2 separate regions of the Gossypium arboreum genome follow, and region 2 is linked to region 1. Evidence: chromatin contacts called from public Hi-C data. All regions are on one chromosome and are shown on one strand. Each heading gives the region's core, a stretch centred on a gene start, on an enhancer-like site or on the middle of the called end of the contact. The rest is flanking DNA. Distances are from core to core; before and after follow the strand shown. Region 1 holds the start of LOC108479813 (cytochrome b5 domain-containing protein RLF). Region 2 holds the start of LOC108478501 (spindle and kinetochore-associated protein 1 homolog).

Region 1 (5,952 bases), core at 2,225-4,724:
CAAATGTTTCTCCAAAGGTAACTTTAACATGTCCACAGTTTTGGAGATAAATTTTTGATCTCCCACTATCAATAATCGCATCACATACTTTAGAACCACAAAGAACATGGGTCCTAAAAATGCTTTATCCCCTCAAATCTTCAGTCTCCTATGTGGCTTGTTGAGATTAACCATCTTACCATCAATGACTCCACTAGTACAAGGTAAATATTTACATTATCATCATCTTCCTTACGATCATCCTAGATGGGATAAGAGAGTTCTTTGCCGCCTTCATCATGTTCAAATAGGTCCACCCCCCTCCTTGGACAAGCAAAAAAGATAGCTTCACTTGTGGTGACGGGGCATGACCTTTTTTGCTAGTCCTAGAAACATTTTATTGGAGTCCCACTGCTTGCCTTGGGCCTTGTTCTTCATTGGGTTCTAAAAGTGCTTTTGGAGCCAAAGCACTTTTGGCGCCATAAGCAATAAAGAACAAGGTACTCTTGAAGTTAAAATGCTTTTCAACCCAAACGCAAAAGCTAGAAATTCTAGCTTCTGCATTTGAAAGAAGCACTTTTGGAGTCAAATAAAATTTTAACCCTCATCTATAATCTAATGTATCTTATGTAATAGTTATATTGGTATACAATTATTTTCCTATTAAAATCTATTTCAAATACATAACATTATATATCTGAATTTGTAATAATCATTTTTAATATTTAAAATATAGTTTATATATTCAAATTAAATTTTACAAACAATTCATATTAATTGCTTAAAAAACATGTAAAATTTATATTTCATATATCAAAATATTAATAATATCATTTTCTTATATTTCTAAAGAAATATCATAATATTAATGAAATTTAACATCATTTAAATGCATATTTCTTATTTTGCAACATTACGTCTAAAATGGACTTTTTATTTCTTAAAAGCACTTTTTGATAACAATACAAAACATTTGAACCTTAAACCAAACTTTTCAAGAACACTTCTCAAAAGCAATGAAGAACTAGCCCTTACTAAAGTTGGATCATGTTCCACCCCCCACTCTTCCTTATATTGCCTTTGTTGGTTTCTATTGCAATCCTCCATAGACCTTGCTTGAAGAAGCAGTTTCCTTACCAGTAACTGCCTTTGGAAACACCATCGACCCTACTAGATAAAGGTCTCCTTGCACCGTAGAGTAAAACTCTTTTCTCAGCTTGTAAGTCACAACGTCGAGCATCTTCCAAATTATAGACACAAACCAACCCCAGTTCATCTCCAATACTTAAATCCAAACTCACAAGATAACGAGCTCTTAGCCGATCAATAGTTTCATTCAAACCAACTCTAATGAACAGATTACTAAATTCAGTAGCGTAGTGATCAACAGACTTATCAAACTCTCTGAGCAAGTAAAATTTTCCATAAAGTTCAATAGCATAAGCTGCTGGTGGAAAATGTATCTGCATCTTCCCTTTCATGTGAACCCAACAACTGATTTTTTGCTGTCCTTGACATGATCATACTCTCTTCCACCATTGCAGTGCAACGCCATTTAATTTCAGGTTCACAAATAGAAGCTTTCTAGGTTCAGCCATGGGTTTCCACTCAAAATAATGTTCTACTATGGCTTCCCAATCCACATATTCTTCAACATGTAACGTCCCATGGAAATCATCCGGTAGAGTATTTATTCTAGAACTCTTACTACTAAGAGTCTTATACTGATAAAATACCACACTCAAATAAAATAACAGAAAAACAAACTTTAAATAATTAAACTAATATGGCACTCCTGCATCAGATGTGTTCATTGAAAACCAAATCCAGAAAACTAAAAATAAGAAGGAATATTCTTTTCAAATTATAGAGTTCATAGGAAGATAAACCTTCAGATAAATGCCACATATCCCTATACTGCAAAAACTAGAAGCTGACTAAAATAGAAGATAGACTTCCAACAAATAATAAATATGACTGCCTTAGAGAAAACTGCAGATTATCTACTTGGGCCAGATAAATCTAACTCAGATTTATCAAAGAATAGAGTGTTCATTCTGTCAAAGGTTAAAACTTCCACAATTGAAAAGCCACATACGTACCTCCAGGGTGAAACTTCATGTATGGAGATATATTGTAGACACGTCCTTTCAGAACAGTCCACATGGAACCTTCTTTTTGATTTTGCTTAACTTCACTCATTGAAACAAGCCTCCTATTTGACTGCCCTTTCAATCCTAAAACACAATTTTTGGTGAAATATAGAAGAAACATGCAGTTGGCATTACATTTTGAAGAGTTAAATGAGAGGGGAACGTCTTAGGAACTGTTTCGCATCATACCTGCAAGGTCAGGATGAGTTTGACTAAGCTTAAGCCAGTCCATTTGACTATATCCCTTCTCAAAAGGAACCTTGGTCCGAGGTGCAGACTTTCTGGTAGAACTTCGTGGTTTTTCTGACTTCACTGCTGAAGCACCCGCATCTACATATGCTACTTGTCTTGATGATTCACCTGATGATTTCAAACATGAAGCATCAATAACATTGAAAGTCAAAGAACCAACGGTAGCCTGATGTACAAAGGTAACATTATTTGTATGTTTATCTTTCCAGGGAAAACCACCATTCTTACTACTATCGCTGCAGTTTGAGGATTGTCTTTAATGGCAATACCTGATGATTTCAAACATGAAGCATCAATAACATTGAAAGTCAAAGAACCAACAGTAGCCTGATCTACAAATGTGGCATTATTTGGATGTTTATCTTTCCAGGGAAAACCACCATTCTTGCTATTATCGCTGCAGTTTGAGGTTTCGTCTTTAATGGCAATACCACCAATATCAGCTGCAAGATTCTTTTCCTCCAAACCATTTTGATCAGTCGGTAACCCAACCTAAACCAGAAACCATATATTTAACTATTCTTACAATAAAATGAAAATATCCGGCACTCAAGTTTATATCGGGAGTAAAAAAGAATAACACATCTTATTCTTGATACATTACGCCAATACACCAAATGAAAAGGTGTACTTTAAGGTCATGAAAATTATAGAATTTAACTTGCCTTACAAAAGGTGAAATCATCATTGCTGGTGTTGTCCATGCTATGAGGGGAGACTAAGATTTACAAAATCAAGTCAGGCAACAGTTCCTCTCAAGTGATACAATTACAACAGCTCTTACACCATCTGAAATTTCAAAATCAGAAAGATTTTCAGAAAACGATGATATAAAATGCCATTAATCAAGGAAATAAGGGCAAATTACAAACTAAAATATTAGAATCTGTTGCTCGGACTCGCCTGAACGAAGGCCACACCCTTGTCGACGCCGGTAAGGACACAGGATATGTGGCCGATCCGAAGAAAAGCACTGGAAAAGAAGAAAACGTTCGAGAGGGTGGAAAAAGAGGAAATAAAAACCCGCCGCTGGAAAGAAAAGAAACTAGGGCACAGCTGCATGCATGGGCTAAGGGTTTATGGGCTTTAGTCTGGGTTTTTTTAAATTTGATTAAAGTTTTATTTAGATCTTAGTTGAATAATAAGACATTATTTCAAAATAAATGTAAATTAATCAATATGTTTAATAAATTTCTATTTATATTGTGAAATTTACCAACTATTCTTATTTTTATTTATGGATCATAATACTATGTTAAATTTGAATTTAATATTCTAAAATCTAAAAGAAATAAAAGAATGTTATAAAATAAAATGATAAAGAATAAAAAAAAGAAATGTGTATTTAGTCACCAATAGGAATATTTATAATACTTCTCTAAAGTCTATATTTATAAATATAAGAAGTAAATGAAATCAAATTATGCTCCTAATGGATATTAAAGTCCTAAGTACATCAAGCTTCTTATCCTAAAAGACATACACTTTATAATAATAAAATATTTATAACACTCCCCATTAAATGTTCATTTATAGATAACATGCCTTATTACAATTTTATTAAGATAAAAATCATGTTGGAAAAATTCTTAATAAAGGAAAAAGAATACACATATTTATAATATGGATAACTTGCTACCTCATTAAAAGTCTTACCAAGAAAACTGACAAAACCTCAATTAAATGAAAGACAGTACAGCATATATTTACCTCTCTCATGACAACATCATATAATATCTCATATTCTACATCTTTCAATATTGAATATATTAACTTTGCAAACGATCATTTGAAGAGATTTAATAAATGTTTATATTATCATTCTTCTAAAAGTCATGACTGAGAAATAATCATAGCAAACTTTCATTATGATCCTTCTATAAAACACATAGGTTTAAATCATTTTAAACCATATAAATATTACACAAACATATTAAATAATTTTCCAAAAATTATATATATTTATAGTATTCTAAATCTTTTAAGAATTTTAATATAAACTTTACTATATAGTGATTCATCTAAAATTTATAACAACAATCATAAGTCGCATATCAAATCTTTCATTAACCACCATACTAATAAGATATTTAAAGGTTATTGCATTCAACACAAAAGAAAATATTTTCATAATCAATACCAAGACTGAACAAAAAACTTAATTTTTTTTTATTTCATTTTCACAAAACTTACTCATTTATATCCCATTAGTTTTATAGTTTAGATGTATGGACTGCTAGTCCAAAAACTTCCTCAATTTAATTTTACTTCAATTGTGTATTTCTATTTTAGTCAATCTATTCCATGTCTATATTTCTCGACAAATTTATTTAAGATCCACATTTCCTTTCATTCTTTCAACATTGCAAAACTATTGTCAGCAACTATTCATTTCAGTTCCAAATTTTTTATTGACATAACTTACTAAGATCTCTTCATTTTCATTATTTTTATCTCCAAGTGTCACACTTGGGAACGTTAAATGGTAAGTACAATAGTAATTCTGGGTATCTAACTATAAAACTTTCTATTTAAGAGGACCTTAGTGTAATTATGTGAATATTGTTAACTGAATTGGAAATTGCTTAGACGTCAACTATTAGTCTCGTTACATTAGAATTGGTAATTTTTTAGTTGGAAACATTATGACGAGGAACATTAATTTTGGAGCTAACGAATTGGTTTTGGTGAATGAATGTAGGAAGGTTATATAAGAGATGAATGCCATTATCCTTAAAGCACTCTAATTTTTGTATTCATTATCTTTCTTTTATCTTCTTCTCTAGTTATTTGGTAAGAGAGACAAGTTAATGAGTAATCTCCATGGGGGAGAAATTAACGTATTAGCTTATGAAATTGAGAATTTAGTAAAATAGTAATCTTTTTAACTTTTCTATATCCTTTGATTGAGGAAAAGGTGGAGAAAATTAAGGGTTTCAATTAATTCATTAAATTTGTACTATGATAATTAAGGTCATAGTTAGCCTTTAAAGTTTCTCTACATGCAAATGAATCATGGTTTTCTTACATGCGCATGCCTTTGTTTTGATTTTGATATGGTTATGCTTAGGTAACTAAGAAAGAGGAGGCTCAAGCGATAAGCGCAAAATAAAGCAGATGTAGTCACTATCAACTTTTAGGTATTTTGTTGATGAGTTTCTGAACTCAAAATCCTCAGTGCTTGTTTATGTATATCAGTACTGTGTTGTTGTGGCATGTTTGATTTCATGTTCTACTAATGATGAGGAGATGAATTATTGTGAAATGTTTTTTTTACTATTGAAGCATACAATGTGTTGATTTACAGATGCATGCCTGGTTGAATATATAAGTTGTTGTTTTGATGAACTGTTACTGGTAAAGTAATTACTGAAGGGGTTATCATTAATATGGTCCGATAGATGATATGTTTAGTATGATCTGTGTTGTATTATTCACAATATGTTTAGTTGAATGCTTGCTATATGTCAATCATGAAAATGAATTGTATGTGAAGTATGGAGGGATGTAATGGCAGATGAAAGATGAAATGTCATGTTGTGCACTCTATGCCACACGTTAATTGATT
Region 2 (5,842 bases), core at 2,191-4,690, 190 kb after region 1:
ACTCTAATACAAAGAATAGTTACAGTTACTCTCTCTGACTTCGACAATTACTTATAAAATGAGCTAATACAATCACTACTACATTTTATAATATTTTTTTTTCAACCAGATAGTGATTGTATTAGTCATGCTACTAATTTATTAGTCCAATTGATTCAAATAATTTAATTAAATAAATCACTAAAATCAATTCAAATGATCTTTTAGCCTGTTGAATAATCTATACTGATTTTCAGCTCAATTGATCCAAAATCTTTCTCCAATCTATTCCCAACTCAACCAATCAAACTTATCTAATTCAAATATATTTGTAACAAATTATTGAAATTTTATCCCCAAGGCCAAATAATAATAATAATAATAATAATAACGAAATATCTGTCTGCTACAAATCAAGGGTATCATCAGATGCACACGTCAGAACAGATTGGGAAGTTCTTCACCAGTCAATCCAGGCCAGAATAAAAAATTTGATTCGATGACCCCGAACTCAAATCTGACTCATTTCGATTAAAATATAAAAAATAACTCCAACTTATTTAATACTAACTCAAACTAATTCCAACTATAAAGAAACCAAACCCAAAATGACCCCAAACCGATCCAATCAATCTAATTGACAAGTCTATAGAAGAGAGAGAGCAATATGATTATCGGCTGGCAGCTGGAGGGATAAAAAAATCAACCCATATATAAATTTATATTTCTTGTTATTCAACTTCCATATCAGAAAGAGTTCAGATTTGAACCATATATTCCTGGAGACAGTCCTAGTAAGCTTTACTAATACTCATCCAGGACTCTAGATAGTTACTGCCTACTTAATCATCTTCACACTTCAACATCAATGCAAGTTGGACACAGAATTAACAATATAAGCTGTAATTAAGCGTACATGAATTGAGACGATTCATTGAGGTTTCAAAAGAATGATCACACGATGATGTCCCATCCGAGTCTCACTGATGCGACCAAGGTGACGAAGGACCTATCAAACAGCATATAGCCATGAAATAAACAAGGGGTTTCAATATGTTTCTACATAAAACATCACTTGCATAACATGACATAAATGACAGTTTCATTCCCATTGTGGAGTATTTAGAAGTTCTTAACAATTAATTAACCATAAGAATAAAATTGAACCATATATCTTAAACAGCTCTATTAATCAATAAAACATTGCATCCTAATTAACGTACATGTCATGAATAGGCTTTTATCAGCAAACGAAAGGAAGGGCAAGAAGGAACTCACAGTTAGAATGGCTTTTCCAGTATTGTCAAGCTTCAATGATGGTCCTTTCATATCAGTTTCAAGGAAAAAGTGCTTTCCCTTTATAGATTCTGTCGTTGCAATATCTTTCAGTTCCTGCATATGGTAATTCAAAAAATTACTTGCAAATTCACAGCAGTTAATTAGCATGTTCAGCACCAACGTGATAAAATGGTTACAATAGACAACAGAGAAACATTGTGTCACATGCTGGTTAGGATTTACTTACCAAGGCTCTCTCCCATTGATTTTCTGCCAACTTCATGAAGAAAGGGAAAATTATTAGCGAAGACCATGAGATTATAGACACATAAATAAACACCACAAAGCTTTGAAATGAATACCTTCTTCTTAGGAGCAGCAATAAGCTGAGCATTTGCCTCAGCATATGTTGCCATGTCATTAATAGCTGCATTGACCTTCTCAAGTGTGAGCCTTCCTCTCATGTACCTGCACTAGAGATGAGTTAGTGATAGACAAGAATGAAATCGTTATTAAGCCACTTTAAAAGAAGAGAGTGCAGCAAAAGAAATTATCCTAGCCTTGGTTTAAAAAGATATACTTACGAAGACAATGAATCTAATTCACCGGCAGTTATGTACCATAATGGCGGAGAGCCACGGCTTTTCTTCTCCTGCCATTACAGGAAATATAATGAAATAAGCCCCAAGTTCAGTTCCATCTATTTAGCAACTATAGTGCCATTACAAACCTTTGGTATAGCAGCAGGCTCCTCAACCATAGTGCTCTGATTAGGCTGCTGTTTACAGGCTTCAGGAACCAAACTGAGACAAAATGATGTTGCATATAATCATTATCTCTACATACAAGAAACTGAAATTAAAGTATATTACTATATAGCAAAGTTTCCTGAATATACTTTAACTTGGTTATTTTTAGTCCTGTACTTTTCAATTTTTAAAACTGCAGTCATTACCAAATGGTAGCTGTTTAAGTTTTGTTATTTCAAAATTTGATGCAACAAACATATCATCATATGTGTCATGACAGTTTGTTATTTCCATTGAGAAAAAAGCCAGATTGAAATTTTAAAAAGTATAGAAAATATGAATGATCAAATCAGAGAACATAGACTAAACCTATAACTTTAGGCATAGTACAATATTAATAACAGAATTTAACCAATAGGGTTTAACTGCTACCGGTTGGGTAAAGTCTAATATTTCAAAATTCAAAAAGTCCGGAGATTAAAATTAGACAATTCAAAAAGTAAAGGGACTAAATTTTGACAAAACTAAAATATAGAGACTAAATCACAACTTACACATAGGGACTAATGGCAGAATCTAACCTATACATAATGAGAAAAAGAAATCTCGCAATTTAATTACCCTCTATCAGAGTCCAAATTCAAGGTTGCAGTTCTTTCAGGCAAATATGAGGGTGCATAAACAGACATACTCTGCAATTTCTTCTGCTGCCGCAGCGATTTGGCAATCAGTTTCTGAAATCATCACAACGATCTCAGCTCAGCCAAAAAATTTCCAATAATATTCAAATTAACTATACTAAAAAGACCTTATTCCGAACCTTAATTTTAAAAGTTCAAGCCTCTAAATGAGGAAAGAACTGAAGATTTTAGAAGGAACGTACTTTGGCTTTTGGAATGGCCTTGGTTTCCTCGTGCAAGCGGTCCTTGATCGCCTTCACTTGAAGCTCCATGCCCTTCAATGCCGCATCAATTGCCGACAAATCCGTCACACTACTCGCCGGGTACACTGTGAACAAAGGAAGAGCATTAATCTTACAAGCTCTAAAGCAAAATTTAACATGGATTCCGAAAAGAAGAAAAAGGAAGGGGGAAAGAGAGCTGAATTCCGAGTTAACTCACTGTTCCTTGCAATGACGAGTTCTTGTAGCTCAGCGATTCGAGTGTTGAATGAAGATATCAGAGAATCGAGTGATGAACCGGCTTGTTTAAGATCCATCTCTGTTCTCTCCTCTTTACGAGTGGGACCGATTGGTTTCGAATGGGTAATCAATTGATTTTAGGGATTTGAGAGTTTTGGTGGGAAACAGAAAGGGGATTAGAGTTTGAAATTAGAACCAGTGATGACGAAGGTGATCCGGGGAATTGAAACAACAATTATTTTCTAACAATTGGACAATTTGAAATCCGCCAGAGACCCAATAGTAACATTTGGGATATTATTAGCCCAAACTATATGGATATTATTAGCCTATTACTCAGGCAAATTTGTTTATATTTGGGATAAAAGTAACAGTTAGTCCTTGAATTTGGTAACTTTTTTAACTTAATCCTTGAATTATTTTGCTCTACATTAGTCCTTGAACTTGGTAATTTATTTTCAATTTTAATCCATGTGATGACATGGCATTAATATTGTATCATGTCATCACCTAAAAAGCTATATTTTTAATTTAAAAAATTAGTTGATGACATGGCACAAATCTTAGAGTGTCACATCATGGACCAAAATTTGAAAAAAATTGTCAAATTCAATAACTAAATATTGTCTTATCCCTTTATACTTTCAAGGGTTAATTTCACTAAACGTCACAAAGCTATTGTACATATGTTAAATTGATCTCCGAACTTCAAAATGTTTTATTTGAGTTTTAAAAGTATTAATATTGTATCAATCAAATTCTTAGATTAGGTTGATATTCAATTTAGGCGTTAAATGTCGATTTGGGTTTGGCGTGCATTATATTCAAAACATGTTTATACCAACTATATGAATAATTTGAATCCAACTACAAAATAAAAAAAAATTAGAGTGAGAAATTGAGTTATCAATGCAATAGGTACACATATTATTACAATTTAATCCGTTATGATTTGAACTCAAACTACTCCTCGAAAAGTGAATACCCAATCAATATGCTACATTTGATCCACACTTTTCATTACTAGAAAAATTCAATTAATTATAACTTTTAAGAGGGATTTAGAATTTAAGGAAATTACTCTTCAAAATAATTTATTGTGAAGAAATACAATAAAACAAACGATTCATTCAATGTTTTTATTATTTACTTGAGTTGATTCCAAATAGTTTCCATATTCATTTGTATAGAATGTTTGTATCTACTTTTAGGAGACAAGATGCCCAAGCTTCAATATAAGTCCCTTGCCCCAAGATAAAAACTCAACCCAGCCAAGTTGATGCAACTTTATTAGCATTTTAAATGCCGGAAATCTGTGGTTTAATTAGCAAAATAAATTAATATCATGAGGACGATAATTTTCCATGATTTACAGATTAGTACTTATGAAAGCCAATACATAGATAAATTTCAAAGTGAAGTGGATCGACACGTGATGAATAAATTGCAGCAATACATTCAAAATGGTAGGTGCATTTATAATGGTTTCAATCAACTACGACCAGTTTTGGGTCCACTGATATATGTAGTCAATATTTTCTACTTACATATTATCCGGTTATTTCAGTTGGTACCATGTGCAACTGTTGCAACACAAGACTTCAAACTTTCAACTGTAGAAAACTGATCTATGTAATAACTGATGATGAACAGCCGCCGACCTCATTTAAAGAAGAAAACTCTCGACAACCACCATCACATAATCTTTAGACATTACATGCATCTACTATACATATATATCTCTCTTTCATTTACAATCCATTCCATGCATTTAATTCATCTTTTACTATTGTTGATACAAGGAGGATCTCGTCGCGGTGAGGGTGAGCCGTAGAAAAATTAGGCTGACCGGAATATGAAGGTTTTAGAGAGGATTAGAGAGAAAGCTAGAGGAGAAGATCCTTCTCGTTTTATGGTTCCAGACCAGAGTTAGAAAAGAAAATTTGGGGAGAACAAAAATGAACAATGAATTTTTTGAAGACAAAATACAATTTTATCTTTATATTAACTTGGGATTTCATAAATTTTGAAGGGACTAAATGGTTAATTTACCATTTTTTGGGGAGCCAAAGCCACCGCCTGCATCTTGTCTTTGCCCTTGTTCCAGACACCTTGAAAAGTAACTGATCGACCTACTAATGCCTTGTCGTCATAGATATGAATTGTCAGGAAATGAATATACGTGAATGGCGCACATCATGCTCAAGTCATGCATGTAGTCCCAATGATTCAGGCTCGTAAGATCTCAAGTTTGTAAAGTTTTGATCTCGTGGGTGTCTAACGCACAAAATGATTCCCTTAATCTGACGCATTGTTCACAAGGGCACAATAGAACATAAAACGAACTCACTATAGGCATAACAACTATCAACATCTTATGCTTTTTTTTTAAACATAGCAATGGCCATTGTGCTCATTTTTTAAGTGCCATTGTGCTTTTCTTTTCTTATCACATAAGGAGAAAGATAATGCAAAACCAAATAACTATACGTCATTGTTCTTGCATGCACATAACTAAGAACAAAAGCTAGCTTCACCAAACATTACATCTAGTGATAGTGTTTGTCATCATATAAAAAGATCAATGAAACATAAATATATTTCAACAAATATATATATATATGATCCTTGATCAATGTACATTAAATCTTAGAAGGGAGGAAAAAAAGGGGCTTGTAAACTCATTTTAATGGCT

Evidence for each region. Hi-C and Micro-C count contacts between places; a contact is called where the count stands out from the background.
Region 2: a contact with region 1 is called in a Hi-C map of leaf, with 2.9 times the contacts expected there. The contact joins the promoter of LOC108478501 here to the promoter of LOC108479813 in region 1. A contact is called at or near these places in 2 of 5 Hi-C or Micro-C datasets (both in leaf).

What each region holds. Positions count from the first base shown.
Region 1 is chr12:85,468,614-85,474,565 of ASM2569848v2, forward strand. It overlaps LOC108479813 (cytochrome b5 domain-containing protein RLF), which reads right to left and starts at 3,475. Exons shown (of 7, transcript XM_053023437.1): 1 at 3,288-3,475; 2 at 3,050-3,173; 3 at 2,654-2,876; 4 at 2,322-2,492; 5 at 2,082-2,216. The coding sequence starts at 3,088.
Region 2 is chr12:85,658,750-85,664,591 of ASM2569848v2, forward strand. LOC108478501 (spindle and kinetochore-associated protein 1 homolog) reads right to left here and starts at 3,441. Exons shown (of 9, transcript XM_017780960.2): 1 at 3,128-3,441; 2 at 2,890-3,014; 3 at 2,628-2,740; 4 at 1,988-2,060; 5 at 1,842-1,909; 6 at 1,620-1,725; 7 at 1,505-1,534; 8 at 1,258-1,371; 9 at 672-988. The coding sequence starts at 3,224. The coding sequence ends at 911.